Regions from separate parts of the Bicyclus anynana genome. Here region 2 is linked to region 1. Evidence: chromatin contacts called from public Hi-C data. All regions are on one chromosome and are shown on one strand. The core of a region is the stretch at or near the end of the contact, and the rest is flanking DNA. Distances in the headings are between cores, read along the strand shown. Region 1 overlaps LOC112056919 (probable nuclear hormone receptor HR3). Region 2 overlaps LOC112056919 (probable nuclear hormone receptor HR3).

Region 1 (6,897 bases), core at 1,876-4,375:
GTATTAGCGCCTTATCGTTCAAAGTCTAATATCTAGGTCATCTCGTCTCGTCTGGTTTTAGATCTAGATAGACAGATAAAGCGGTGATTCAGCGAGATACGCTTAAAAAGGTCAAAATTAAGGTTATCAACCTTTATTTGGGGGAGATTATAATATTACTATCAGTTACCTGCTAATTTGTCCGCGTAACTTACCAGTCTTAAAAATATGAAAGTGTTTGTATCTGTGTGGAGTTTCGTCATAGATTTGTAATTGTTTTGCGGAAAAAAGCAAAATATCCTAAACCAAAGTGGCCTAAGTCTGATAATTTTGGTAATTTTTTTTCATTTTTTTTTTTTTGTTATTCCCTTTCCTGGCCAGTTTATCGTGATGACTGTGTTAGGATTGCGTAAGACAATAGTCTAAACGACGGGAATCAAACCCATGACATTTCGGTGTTGAGTACGACGGAACTATTGAGGCTTATTTTTATGTTCTATTATAATTATGACGGTTTTCATTTGATTGTACAATTTAATAGTTGTGTATATGAACTGAAGTAGCATCAACAATGCATAAACATATGTAATTAAATTATCATCTGCTTGTAGGTGATTGGTTGCTAGGCAACAGTTTTTTGATAAACAAACCAGAGAACTGTATAAATAAAAAAAATAACTATTGTATGTTTGCCCGCTCTACGTATCAAAATGATTAAGGTGATTTTGATAAAACTTTTTTTTATTACGCTATATGCCCACGAAGGTTCCCTGCCCAAGAAAATTAACATATTTATGGTATTTTTTTTTATTTTGTATGTAACGGTGCGAATCTCTACGATGCCTATCTGTCCTGTGGTAGAACGGCAAAGGTGGCACAAGATCGAACAGTTCCTGAGCGCACGCCCCGATACACAGGCAACCTTTATTGTAAACATAAACGTGTTATTTTAAAATAATATCCAATCATGTCAATATTATCTATTGTACTAGTCTGACATGTGATTGCCCCAGACAGGAAATATCATAAAAATATACATCCAGACGATTAAAGATAATTTGCAGATACATACATTTATCGGATAATGTAGGAAAAACATTACAAGTCAGTGACCGATTACCTAGGCTGAAACAATTTTTTTTTTCTAAATGACATAATGCGGTAGAAGACTCGCCGCGCGACATCTGTTAGCAAGTTGCAGCACTAAATAAAATTCATTTTCAAATAATTAACAATTTTACTCTGAAGTGCATAGGAATTTTTTGTGCGAAATAGGTATTCTGTAGAACAAAAATGGCTTGCTGTTTTAATTTATTTCAAACAACTTTTCAATGTGAAATATTGTTAGTCTGCGTCTATTTAAATAGTATTTAATTTTTATTTATTTTGTTCAAGTATTCCTAAATTCTTATTAATGTAAAAAATATGTGTTTAGGAATTTTATTTACTGATTATGTTTTCATTTTGCATTGATACAGCTACTTGCCGCTAGATGGCGCTGATTCCTGTCGTGTGTTAGTTAAAAAAAAACTTCGTAACGTTTATCAGTCAAAGCAATATTGTAAAACGTAATTAATAATAAATGAAATATATATTTCTTATAATGTTATGTAATTTGTTTTTTTTTATTATTGCTTAAATTTTCATATTAAAGAATTAAAGAAGTAATTCTTTTTTCTTACAAAATGCACATTGAAATAAACTTAAAAAAATCCTATTAAATTAGAATACTACTACTTCTAAACAGATTTTAATGCGAATTTTTCACTACTCGCAGACTAACCAAACGTCTAAAAACCGACTAACGAACGGTGCGAAATAGGATTTCAAAATTTATCTTTTATATTACATTTTCTTTTAAATGTAATATAAAAGATCTTTCAACACTATTTGATACTAGCCGACGCACCGCGGCTTTACGAGTAGTTCCCTTTCCCGTGAGAACACGAAGATGTAATATATAGCTTATGACATTCACAAATAACGTGGCTTTATAATGGTAAAAGAATTTTCAAAATCAGTTCTGGAGATATATAAATTTTACCTCTTTTAAAATATTAGTATAGATTATTCTACTAGATTTCTGTTTCTACAGTCTTATAATATTTATAGAACAACATGTAAAGGGAAGCATTAAGCGACGTTTCATTTCAATCCTCCTTTGTAAGCGCCCTACGGGCTCTCAAGGTCGAGGACTCTCGAATATGTATAAAGGACTCTTCATATCTTTGTAAATTCCGTCTTTAAGCTGTGGTTTTTATATTCTGGGGCGCCTATCACACCGTATTATCATAAGTACGGTTTTTTATATATTTTCTTTGATTTATGAAATAGGTATTCTTTTAACATGTTCGTTGCGGTACGAGGTCAATTGACCTTGTACGTCTAGCGTGTTCAAGAATTACGAGGTCGATGGACCTCGTACCACACCAGAGGAAAGTACAGAAAAATCAATGCCGCAGCGAAAGTGTTAAAGGATTAAGATTAAAATATTAATAAAGGCGCGTTGATTTGTCCGAGAGGGTTGTTTTAGAATTATTAATTATTATTTTTATTCAAAACTTATTTTATCATGAGGAAATCGGCAGAGTCTACGACATAGTTTAACTAGTCGCGATGCTGAAGTGGCAATGGGCGGGCCACATAGTGTGAATAGGAAGAGTCGATGTAATCTTCTATCGGATGGATGGATTTTTACGGAGAATTTACACACTTTTTAACAATCAAAATCTGTTATTATATAAACTGAGTGAATAAAAAAAATATTATTTTGAATATTAATACATATACCAATATGAAATAAAAATAATACGAGTCCTTAATTCGAATCACATGCATAATCCCTATTCTGATTTGAGACATAAAACAATCAAGGCGGTCATGGGTTTAAAAATTAGGCTAAAACTGACTAAAATCATTCAAAAATGATGATAAAAAATATACAAGAAACAGGTTAAAAGTGATTTAAGTTCTGTGTGTAAAGGCGGTAATATTTCCAGCTCAACTACTACAAGTTTTTTTTTTAAATATAGATTTATAAGACAGATAATAGCAACAATGTAACAGTGTTGTTACAGTGGTGTGTGAAAGCGCGCCTGTGTAACATGTGGCGGCTCCTTGCGCAATACACGACACACAGCAATGGCGGTGCGTTGTACAGTGACACGTATTTATATCTGCTAAACCAGCCAAGTCATGTATCATTTAGTAGCTAGTAGTGTAGCTAGCGAAGTTTGTGAATACCACAGAACAGACAACGCTAAAAGCTGACGCTTTTAGCAATAGAAGTAGCAAAGGGCGTGGCCCGCGTACACCCGGGTGTGCGGAACATCGCAAGCGTGTCCGCACATGTATTAGCAGTCTTGTTTTGTTCTGTGACTAAAGAAATAAATAATATTCAACTCTAAAGTAAGGGTGACATGTTTCACTAAATATTAACCACCATTTCTCTAAAGTAAGGGTGACATATTTGATTTTTCACTAAATATTAAACAGCCATTTAGGCCACGACCCTGGATTCGCTGGTTTCAATACAAAGAATTGACACTTTATAAATCTAGTTAGCTCTTATATCTGTGGTTAATACAGAATGGAAAGGAGTATACTTAACATAAAATTAAAAGATAAAGTTCGATTAACAAAAATTAGAAAACAAACTAAGATTATAGTTATTAAAAACCAAATTAGAAAAGTAAAATGGAAATGGACTGGACATCTAATAAGAAGCAAGACTAAAAAATGGGCCAAAGAAGTTTGCCATTTTTTTATAATATGACCAATATTCCCATTCCCCTCCAACTAGTTGGCAAAGACAAAATAGACCAACGGGGTGGGGATCGAAGCACCACCCCTCGGTGATGAGTCTGACCGCTCTTACCGTTGAGCTATTGAGGCTTCCTTGGTCCACCTTGTGGGGGGGTCGAATAACCTAACACTGCTTTTCCCTCTACGGTGACATTCCAGCACCTTGAGACCACAACGTCAACGGGCTCTTTGAATTGTGTAACCTGCTTATTGTCACTTCAGCTTCGCGACTACGAGCTATGTCAGGTGTCACGTACAAGCTTTTCATTATTTCTAGAATTTTTCAGTAAAAATTCTCAGCACCGAGGTGGGTTGTTAATAGTTTACTCTTATATTATGGTAACCCTTGATCCTTGTCATTATCAGTAATTTATTCAACGAAACTGAGTAGTACATTTTAATACAAGTGCTACAGTAATAAATGTAGTGGCAGTGGCGAAGGCTGGAATTTTATCATAGGTAACCCAATGAAAAGGAAATTCATACCGCGTAATACGGTTTCAAATATATACCTCATAATCATTACAGTAATGAATATGTACCTATGGATTTGTACGGAAACGGTAACCCGGTGGGAATCGGCTTGTTGGACTCTTCGCCGCTGGTAAGTGGTATAGTTTTATAGGACCAGACCTCTTGTAACTATAACTATCGTTCAAGAGATCATCTCAGGAAACATAGATGTTAATATCTGTTGCCGACTGTACAAAACGTGATTTGTATACGAAATTTAAAATTGTGAAACGTTTGTCAATTTGGTTTTATAAATTGGGTTTTTTATGACTTCATTATGACTTCATCTAAGCCAGTTAAATGACAAGTATCACTATCAAATGTAATGATAATGATCGGAACCAATGGCCTATCGTGCTCTACGAGGCATAGGCCTTTAAAGACAACCAAGTTGTTAACTCTGCGATGAGAAATTGTACTGAAATGAAAAAAAAAACAAAAACGAAAAGCTTAGTATGATAGATTCGAGACTTCATACGTCATAAGAAAGCTCAGAGTTACACATCGGGCGAAGGGCCGATCTATGCCCACCCGGTGGACTGACGACATCAAGCGAGTTGCAGGGATTCGCTGGATGCAGGTTGCTCAGTATCGTTATGTTTGGAAGTCCCTACAAAAGGCCCATGTCCTGCAGTCCATCGGCTGATATGATGAAGATGATGATGACAAATTTACCCAGTTTGGTTAATTTTTATTACTAGTGCATACCCCGATCGACAACCTTATGCACGCCACTGCAGATGGACTGATGACATCAATTGAAACGCAGAGTCATTGGACGCAGGCGGCTAAGGATCGTGGTGATTGGAAGACACATCAAAATGCCCATATCCTGTAGTGGACGTTCATCGCTGATATAATGATGATGATGATGATGGATTCGAACCTAGGACTGAATCTACATAACCACTCGATCACTGGGGCAGTTTAAATATTAAATGTTTATAAAATGAACGAATAAGGTGAACCAATTAAACAATAACATTGCGAATGCACGCAAAAACAATCTAGGTCATAGTCCGCGAAATCGGCCCGACCTCCAAATAACGGTGAACTTGGCCCGCAAGGCCGCTGGGGTCAGATTAGGGCCAATAGAGACCTACTAGCCCAAAATGTAGAACATCTTGTGACCTATATAAACTTTTTGGCTCAGTTGCTACTTATCGATACTAGATGGCGCTGAAAATTAGCACTTAAACTCAGACCAATTATTGTATAGGACCTGCCTCGCTTGACGTTACTTTTCTGTCAAAGTATATGATCAACGATCTAATGCGATTATAAAAACTGTCTTTATAGTATCGATGTGAAATAGTTGTAATAGTGTTCGTCGGTTAAAGAGCTCCGTAAAAATACCTTTCTGTGTAATTGAATGGTGTAAAAAACGGGCAAAAACTTCTAGTTTAGTATAAGATATATACTAAATCTAAGCTCGTTTTCCTCAGAAAATGACAGACAATTTTGTTCGTGACTATGAGTGCGATACAGGTCCTTCTATAATTGGTCTGAGCACTTAAATGAATAAAAATATTATTATTTTGAAAATGACTTTCTGTTCGCTAAATCTCTGGGACATTCGCTAAATATTTATTTATTGCTTGTTTTGTTAGCACAGGGATAAATAAAATCTAAGTCTAAGTCCGATTTGCTTTGGATGTACTGGTAAGATTACAGACAAAACGCTTATGTATGTGTGAAGTTTCTTTAAAGAACGTTCCCCCAGTTCAATGCTCATTACAAGTGAATGCTTGAAAGTCTTCGTTATCAACCCATATTCGGCTCACTGCTGAGCTCGAGTCTCTTCTCAGATTGAGAGGGATTAGGCCAATAGTCCACCACACTTGCCCATTGGCAGACTTCACACACGCAGAGAATTAAGAAATTTCTCTGGTATGCAGGTTTCCTCACGACGTTTTCCTTCGCCGTTTGAGACACGTGATAGGTATTTAATTTTTTTAAATGTACACAATTGTAAATTTGGAGGTGCATGCCTTAGACCGGATTCAAACCCACATCCTTCGGAATCGGAGGTAGAGGTCATATCCACTGGGCTATCACGAAATTACAGTAGCGAAATTATAGCGTGAGAAATAAATAAATTCCAGTCCGCCATTTTGCTATATCCAAGCATTAAATCCTGAACAAAAGACTTTCGCGGAGTGATTAAGCGCGTAAAGCAACCGGTCAAAGCTAGTTCACAATAACCGAGCCGTGGAATTGCAAAATAATAAAAAAAATACTACCCTCTTTCATTAAACAGTCCCCAAGCCTAAAGGAAATTACTAGACTTTTCACAACACGTGGCGAAAATAGGCCATCTTTTATGATATTTACAATAAACTATCTCCTTCTCTGTCGCGCCCATTATATTGTTACATGCTGGAAAGGGACAGATTACTATCCAGTTTCCCCTCGCAACTTGATATCGTCCATTTTTCGGTAACCCGTACAACACTATTGCATTGTGTTTTCGGATTGTTGAATTGCTATTCTTAAACGTTTTCAAGAGATTTTAATGTACTCGTAAAATGTCATATTCTTCATGATTTTTGTGACGTGAAATATTTTTTAATATTTTTCTAACAATAACAATCATCCAGC
Region 2 (6,952 bases), core at 1,845-4,344, 58 kb before region 1:
AGTCATCATTTCGCGGAAGAGCAATCAATACGAATTAGCACAACGCTCTTAACCGAAATGAAGCGCCACCTACAGGAGTTTTATCAAAATAACCAGTAGTTCTATTCGACACTAGATGGCATGTCTACTTTTTACATAGCTTACGTTGAGTATTCTTTACAAATTACTGAGTAAACTCAATTTTATTAAAATGTTTAAAATTGTTACAATATTAATGTTGTTTATAAATTCATTTGAAATCGTCTTGAAACTCGGTTGAAACCTTTTCAAAGTTTATTTATCCCTAATATGTAAAATAACTATAATTATATTAAATAGCAAAGCAATTAATAATATTAATATTAATATTAGACCATTGTTTACACATTAAAAGTATAAACAATGGTATAATTATATAATAATTATTATTAATCGACCTGATAAATAAGTCATTTAATTATTATCAGCCTTTTCCTTACAGCTGTTATAAGGTCAACATAACTGAACGCTATCTATTAGCGAACGTAAGAACTAAGTAGTACCGCTACCCAACGCTAGATGGAGATAGGTTATACGGTATACCGTTACAACGTCATTGAAGTTTGTCGCGATAGGCCCGTTAGGTAATGACTGACATGAATGTTTGTTATGTATTACGGAAAGGTCGGTAACGGTACGGTATGGCATGGATTATACCACAGACAGAACGTATTTTGTAACGGATTCGCTTAGCGTGTGTAAAAATGCATGGGAATTCTTACCGTTCTTGGAAATTGTGTAAATTACCAGCTCTTTGATACAGTTTTACATTACTGTTGTTTTTAATTGACATTAACCACGTTTACTGTACACTTCATATATTTAATATTACATAACATTTCTTACTACACCTGTAGTGGGAAATTTTCACAAAAAACATCTAAATGTTCCATTAATTAATAAAATAAAAACAATTATTTTACTGAAAAGAGACTGACATTGAAGTTAAAAGAGAAAGGTTCATACTGATTTACGTTACAATGTCCCGATATAAAGAACACAACCAAGTAGAGTTTACCGATGTTTGTCTGTCGAGTAAATTAAAAAATGTAAGTAAAACGCATATTTTAATAAAAACGTGTTTTAAACATAATATCTATCAATCTTCAAAAATCGATTATTAGTCGAAAGAATGGTTAACACCACAATACAAAAATGTATGCAAGTCTGTGCTACCTACATTTTTTTAATTTACTAACGATTTTTGCTATTATAATGATTACAATTATTTATAATTATGTTCAATACATTTTCAATGTACCTATTGTTAGTTTAACGCTTTCACTACTTTATCAAATAAAATAATATAAATATGTTTTAAAAAAATAAATAAAGTGTGTCAGCTCCGACGCACGAATGGAGCTTACTCTTTCAGATCCACTGTCTAAATAGGTATATGTTGCCCCGCTGTATACACTATGTACGTCTCAATACTTACGCCTGAAAAAGTGCAAGGTGCGCAGACTAGGTTGCGCACAAAAAACGTAACGCTGTCATTCATTCATCGAATTTTACTACCCATTCTTTTTTCATACCGTGTGGTTATATGTGAAAAATCGATTCTTAAGCAGGATCTCGGGGGCGTCCGGACTGATTCACTGAGGTCACGGTTACACCTTCCCGAATGGCCATCTAAGCCGAGGTCCGAGTCTCATAGGAGACGTCCTTAGAGAGCCGTTCCGTCCTCTATCTTTATTTCAGCCTTCGGGTCTCATCAGGCGATGCTTCTGCGCTCGCCCAAACCCCCCGGTGACGCTGTAGTGGTCCCACATGGAGCCATCGGCACTTACTCAACACGAAAAAAAAAATACTTAAGGAGTAAGCTCCAAAAATATAAAATCCCAGTACCTGTAGTGTCCATGGAACTGGTCGCTGGAGCTGGGCGTCTGCTGTTGTGTGTCGTACACGGAGTCGGGCGCCGAGTCCGCCTGCGCACGCGTCTGCTGCGCCTGGAAGTATCTGACCTCGTCCTCGACCTTCTCGCGTTGCTTCTTTGACATGCGCCCGAATTTCACCGCTGAAATTAAAAAGAAATATATGATCCACCACTCTGGAATTATCCCAAATATAATAGAATACTTTTCGTTAAATTCTGTTATGTTCTGTTCCCAAGTCCTATTTATCATTGTACTAAAATTTATTTTATCGGTATAGCCATGAAGGTTACTTAAAGACAGACTTTGGTATCAACCCATATTCGGCGCACTGCAGAGCTCAAGTCTCCTCTCAGAATGAGAGGGGATAGGCCAATAGTTCACGACGCTGGCCCAATGCGGATTGGCAGACTTCACACACGCAGAGAATTAAGAAAATTCTCTGTTTCAAGACAGACTTACTTTCACATTTATAATTTTAGCATGAACGGATGGAAGGTTGAAGGAAATAAATATATTATGACAATACACACATCAATAGCCCCAAAGTAAGCGTGACCGGTGTTAAACCCTTAACTAAGATCCTGAAGATGAAGGTTTCCTTGAATGAGGCCTCTCTAAATACAAGTCTTTTTAGTGCGAGTGTCCAAACTCCCCTTGAGACATTATATGCATAAGCTAAGGACTGTTTTGACTATTTAAAATAAGGAATATTATTATTCAAATTTATAACGCTTTTAAGCATAATCAAAATTTAATGAAAAAGTATAAATTTTATAGTGTAGTGTATAATTGTTTTTTTTAATTACTAAAATAAAAATCAGTGCAAAAAAAGGATCAAACATTTGAATTTAGAATTGTTGTTTCCGCTACTCGCCGCTATGGCTCTACTTTCGATTATAATGACGTAACCAACAAAAAAAAAACGTTGCTTATCATAAAATTCCCACGCAAAAACCTACGCTATTAATAAAAACAATTAATTACTTAAATACATTATTTGAATGTAGGTAATACAATATATTACTCAACAGTTTACACAACCAAACGCGCGTGTGTGCGAATGTGTACGCATGTAGAAGTAATCTTGTTTGCTTGAGATGTGTGCGTGCGGGACAAGCGGCCATTGGCATACTGCCTAGTAGAACAACGAACTTTGACGACGCGTAGTGACGTATATATCCTACGTAGAGTGGTCCCGTTCTATAAGCCGAACGAATACAAACGCGTTTTACGGCCGAACAATTATTCACTTATAGCTACGCCATTCAATTTGGTCGTGTTATCGACGCGGTTTTCGGTGGTACATAATATTTTTCTTTTGTTAAAACGTTCGATGAACCCGGCCAGTAACACGAGCCGTGGTAGGCTTATAAGTTTTATGTAGGAACAGGTCTTTGATCCTGGTTATTTATGTTCGAGAATCCAATATGAATTGAGCTTGCTTTTCGAACATTTGATATAGGATTAGAGCTCTTGCTGAGTGGATGAAATTTTTGGGACGGTGTCCTTCAGTTTAACGTCCTATTTTTATAGGTTTTTCGGACAAAAGTACTATTTTGTCTAGACTCTTACAAAAGATTTCTTGTTACGCATAAAGGAGCCAGCGATTTTGATTATTTATGATTTATGGAGTTTGCTTTATTGCTTTTCGTATTAGGGAATAACATTAAGAGGTCGTTGAACTGTAACCGTTTCACGAAAATTCTTGCTTTTAACATTCATTTATATTTTATTTGATTATTTTTCTTCAACCACGCCCAATAACTCTTTTCTTACACGTCAAAGAGAATACCTTTACGAATCCACCTTTAAAGCCGACTTTAAAGAAAAGGTGCCTAGCTAATTTTAAAACGGGATATAAGGGTGGTTTTATATAAAGTTGGTCTATACCAGTGGCGTGCATAAATTTTATTTGGAAAATATACTTCCAAAATTTAAGCGGTCAATCGAACCAGGGACCTTTTTAGAAGCAATGCTTACCCAACTTAGTCAGAGAGGTACTTGAAAAAATGACCAATCCAGTACGAACACTAGAAATAACTTGTATGTATAAATTATAAGTAACGTCACGAGTACTCGCATAGCGAGACGTCGACCGAGCGTATAGTGACGCGACGGATTGTGCAATACTATATAACGCGCTAGTGAGGTGACTGCAAAATATATCGATATCGTGAAGAAGAATGAAAGAATGCAAATATGATTCGAATGAACGATTCGATGAATCAAAAATGCGTTAAATACAAAAATAAGGCCATAAATCGCTTTGTCAATCATTCGCGAATGATTGATGTTTAGAGCGAACAAAAAGGTTTTATTATATAAAAGCTAACATTATTATAATGCGTGGAGCCTAAGAAAAATATTTTCTTGTAAATGTTGCAGAAAATTACTGATTTACAGTTTCATTCATGTTTAAGTCATGGGTGAAAGAGATTGCAACAAAATCATCATAGAATGCTCCGGTTTCCTAATGTAAATAGTATGGTAAAACTTACTTATGGTGTGTGTTGAATCTGGGTGAAGTTATTGCTTACATTCATCATTTATTAATAAAATAAAACTATTCCAAACTACTGAAAAGTAACGAATTTTATATGCATAATACTTATACCTTCTTATTTTATTTTACAATATTTAAAAATTGCAATCTCAAAACCAAAGGAGTAAATTAATATTTTGCATGAAGATGACATAATTATTGTTTTAACGCTTTACAAGAACACAATATTCAGTGAGAGAGATTCTGCCAATGAAGGGCTGATATAATTAATTGATTGTAGAAACAATTCAGGGCGACGGCCTTTACTAATCATTAATATTGATATTAAATAATGATTCTATGAAACACTTATTTTGCTTATCATTGTGGAGTTAGAACATGGAGCCAAGTAATTGTTTTATGCTAAACAAGCATTGTATTATTTACGATCCAAAATGAACATAATGCAATTACAAACTAGTTAAAGAGTGATAAATATTACCGCTATGCTTATCTCAGCCGCTGTTTTGATTTGGAAAGTTTAATTGCCAGTGTAAATGTAAGGATAGGTACACGTATGATGCTAGGCAGTTTATACTACGACGTATTCCTAAAGGTTTAGAGAAGGTGGGAAGATAAATTAGAACCGTGGTAAAACATATAGTGTACCATAAGTCGAGAAAATATAAATAGAAAAGAGTACTAAGCAATATAGCTTGAAAGGTCTTAAGTGACATTTTCGAAAAATTGTAAAAACTTATAGGTACACATAAAGTGTTGCAAATAACGATTGAAAGTTCTCTTAAAAATCTGCCATTTTTTTTGTTGTCTTCACGGAAATTGGTACATTGACTATCGTTGAAATATAAATTACCAATAAAAGAACAGCAATCAACATTAATTTTCTCGCAGACAATATCACGGACGTCCACTGGTTAATTTAATACCAAAGCTATGAAAACTTCAAACGCGTCTAGTCTCGAAAATTCTGCTTCAATCTGTAAAGCCACTAAGTTCCTTAATATTCACCGCTACAATGTTATACAATAGTTATCTAATCATCGTAATTGCTTTTAGTGTGTATCAATAAAAAGCAGATAATAACTTGAAGTTCTGACTCTACACATAACGAGACCAGTGACGCATTGCGTAATGTTGCTAGTGATGTGACTGCTAAAGTTCAATATATTTATTTTATCGATAACATTACAATCGTCAGTATTAAACCGACAATAGTATAAGTTGCATTTTGGTTAGGCTTGATTACTTGATGTATAATTTAAAATAAATTATAAAATTGTTATATACATTCATAAATAAAAGGTTAAAATTGTATTTCTTGATATTACACATTACTCGTAATTCCATAAATATTTTTGATAATATAAGATGAGATGGGTACAATAAACAAAGGGAGAAAAATATTATTTTCTTCTGTCTATCGAAAGACACAGGTATCTGAATAAATCGAGTACGTTCTCATGGCGTAAAATATTTAATTTAAAGTTTTCATATTTCATTAAAAATATTCCATTGTCTTTTTAGATTAGCTTTGAAGTTTCTCCAACAGATTCCTCAAATTAAAGTTTCAAATTATGGACTTTTTAAAAATTATTGTCTCTCGTGTTTCGTTCATATTTCATTCTATCATTGCTTAAATGAATTCTGGGAATCGAGCTCTGGACTTTGTCAGGTGATCTCTTATAGCGTATTTCATTAAATTAATCTACTTCATACGAAGCTATCCAATCACGACAATTAATTACATTTCAAGCATGTTATGCAGAGTCATGATGGTACTTACGAATATAAAATGCAGAATGAAAAAATAAAATCACATTGTTTCAAACAAAGATGAGCACTGTTTTTGTTATGGAATTGAAGTTGATAATTTTAATAATAAATATTTAACCATAACCAGTATAAGATGGAACCGCGTAGCTGGTGAGTATTTTTGTAAAGTGCAACTACCTACCTTGCTTCTACTGTCTAACTTACAAAATTTATTATGAATATGAATATCGCAAAACCCGTTTTTTTGTAACATGATGGATATGCAAAATATATATATATATAGAATATTTCAGAGAAAGTCAGTTTCCCATGGAAAATGCGTATTGTTTTGAGTTTCATGTATGTATGTAAATTTCTTTATTCCACCATAACTTCAAAATGTACAAATCTGGGCTATTTTTAGAATTCTTACGTCATCTCGAACAGCAGTAATACATACTCTTGTCTGGTCATGATATATTTGTAGGTAAGTACATAATTATACATTTATCGATGTAATGTTACTATATTCATTCAGGTTTCGGTTTATAGGTCTTCAGTCGAAACTAACTACAAATGTAACGACATAGGTTCTTAAAGTATTTTTATTTACACTCCTCTGTTTCTTTCTATATAAACGCTTGTCTTAAAAAACTTGTTGTAAAATTCCTCTTATTTACGAGTTGTTGTGTATGTGTTTTTTTTTAAAAAACCTTTTTTAAAGTATATAAAGTTATTATTTTTTAAATAATATTAATAATAATAATATAATATTTTCCATTTTTATTGCATAAGCTCTAAC

Evidence for each region. A called contact is a pair of places that touch in the nucleus more often than the background predicts.
Region 2: a Hi-C map of whole body shows a contact between it and region 1, with 6 times the contacts expected there. The contact joins two enhancer-like sites. A contact is called at or near these places in 2 of 2 Hi-C or Micro-C datasets (whole body and whole larva).

The regions. Positions count from the first base shown.
Region 1 is chr18:11,206,014-11,212,910 of ilBicAnyn1.1, reverse strand. The region is part of intron 1 of LOC112056919 (probable nuclear hormone receptor HR3); the gene reads right to left. Among protein-coding and RNA genes, the nearest start is that of LOC112056919, 81 kb to the right of the region's middle. Within about 2 kb of position 3,125, at least 5 of the 8 cell types and tissues checked have open chromatin away from gene starts, as enhancers often do.
Region 2 is chr18:11,263,498-11,270,449 of ilBicAnyn1.1, reverse strand. It overlaps LOC112056919 (probable nuclear hormone receptor HR3), which reads right to left. Exons shown (of 11, transcript XM_052887007.1): 4 at 1,867-2,035. Among protein-coding and RNA genes, the nearest start is that of LOC112056920, 32 kb to the left of the region's middle. Within about 2 kb of position 3,094, at least 8 of the 8 cell types and tissues checked have open chromatin away from gene starts, as enhancers often do.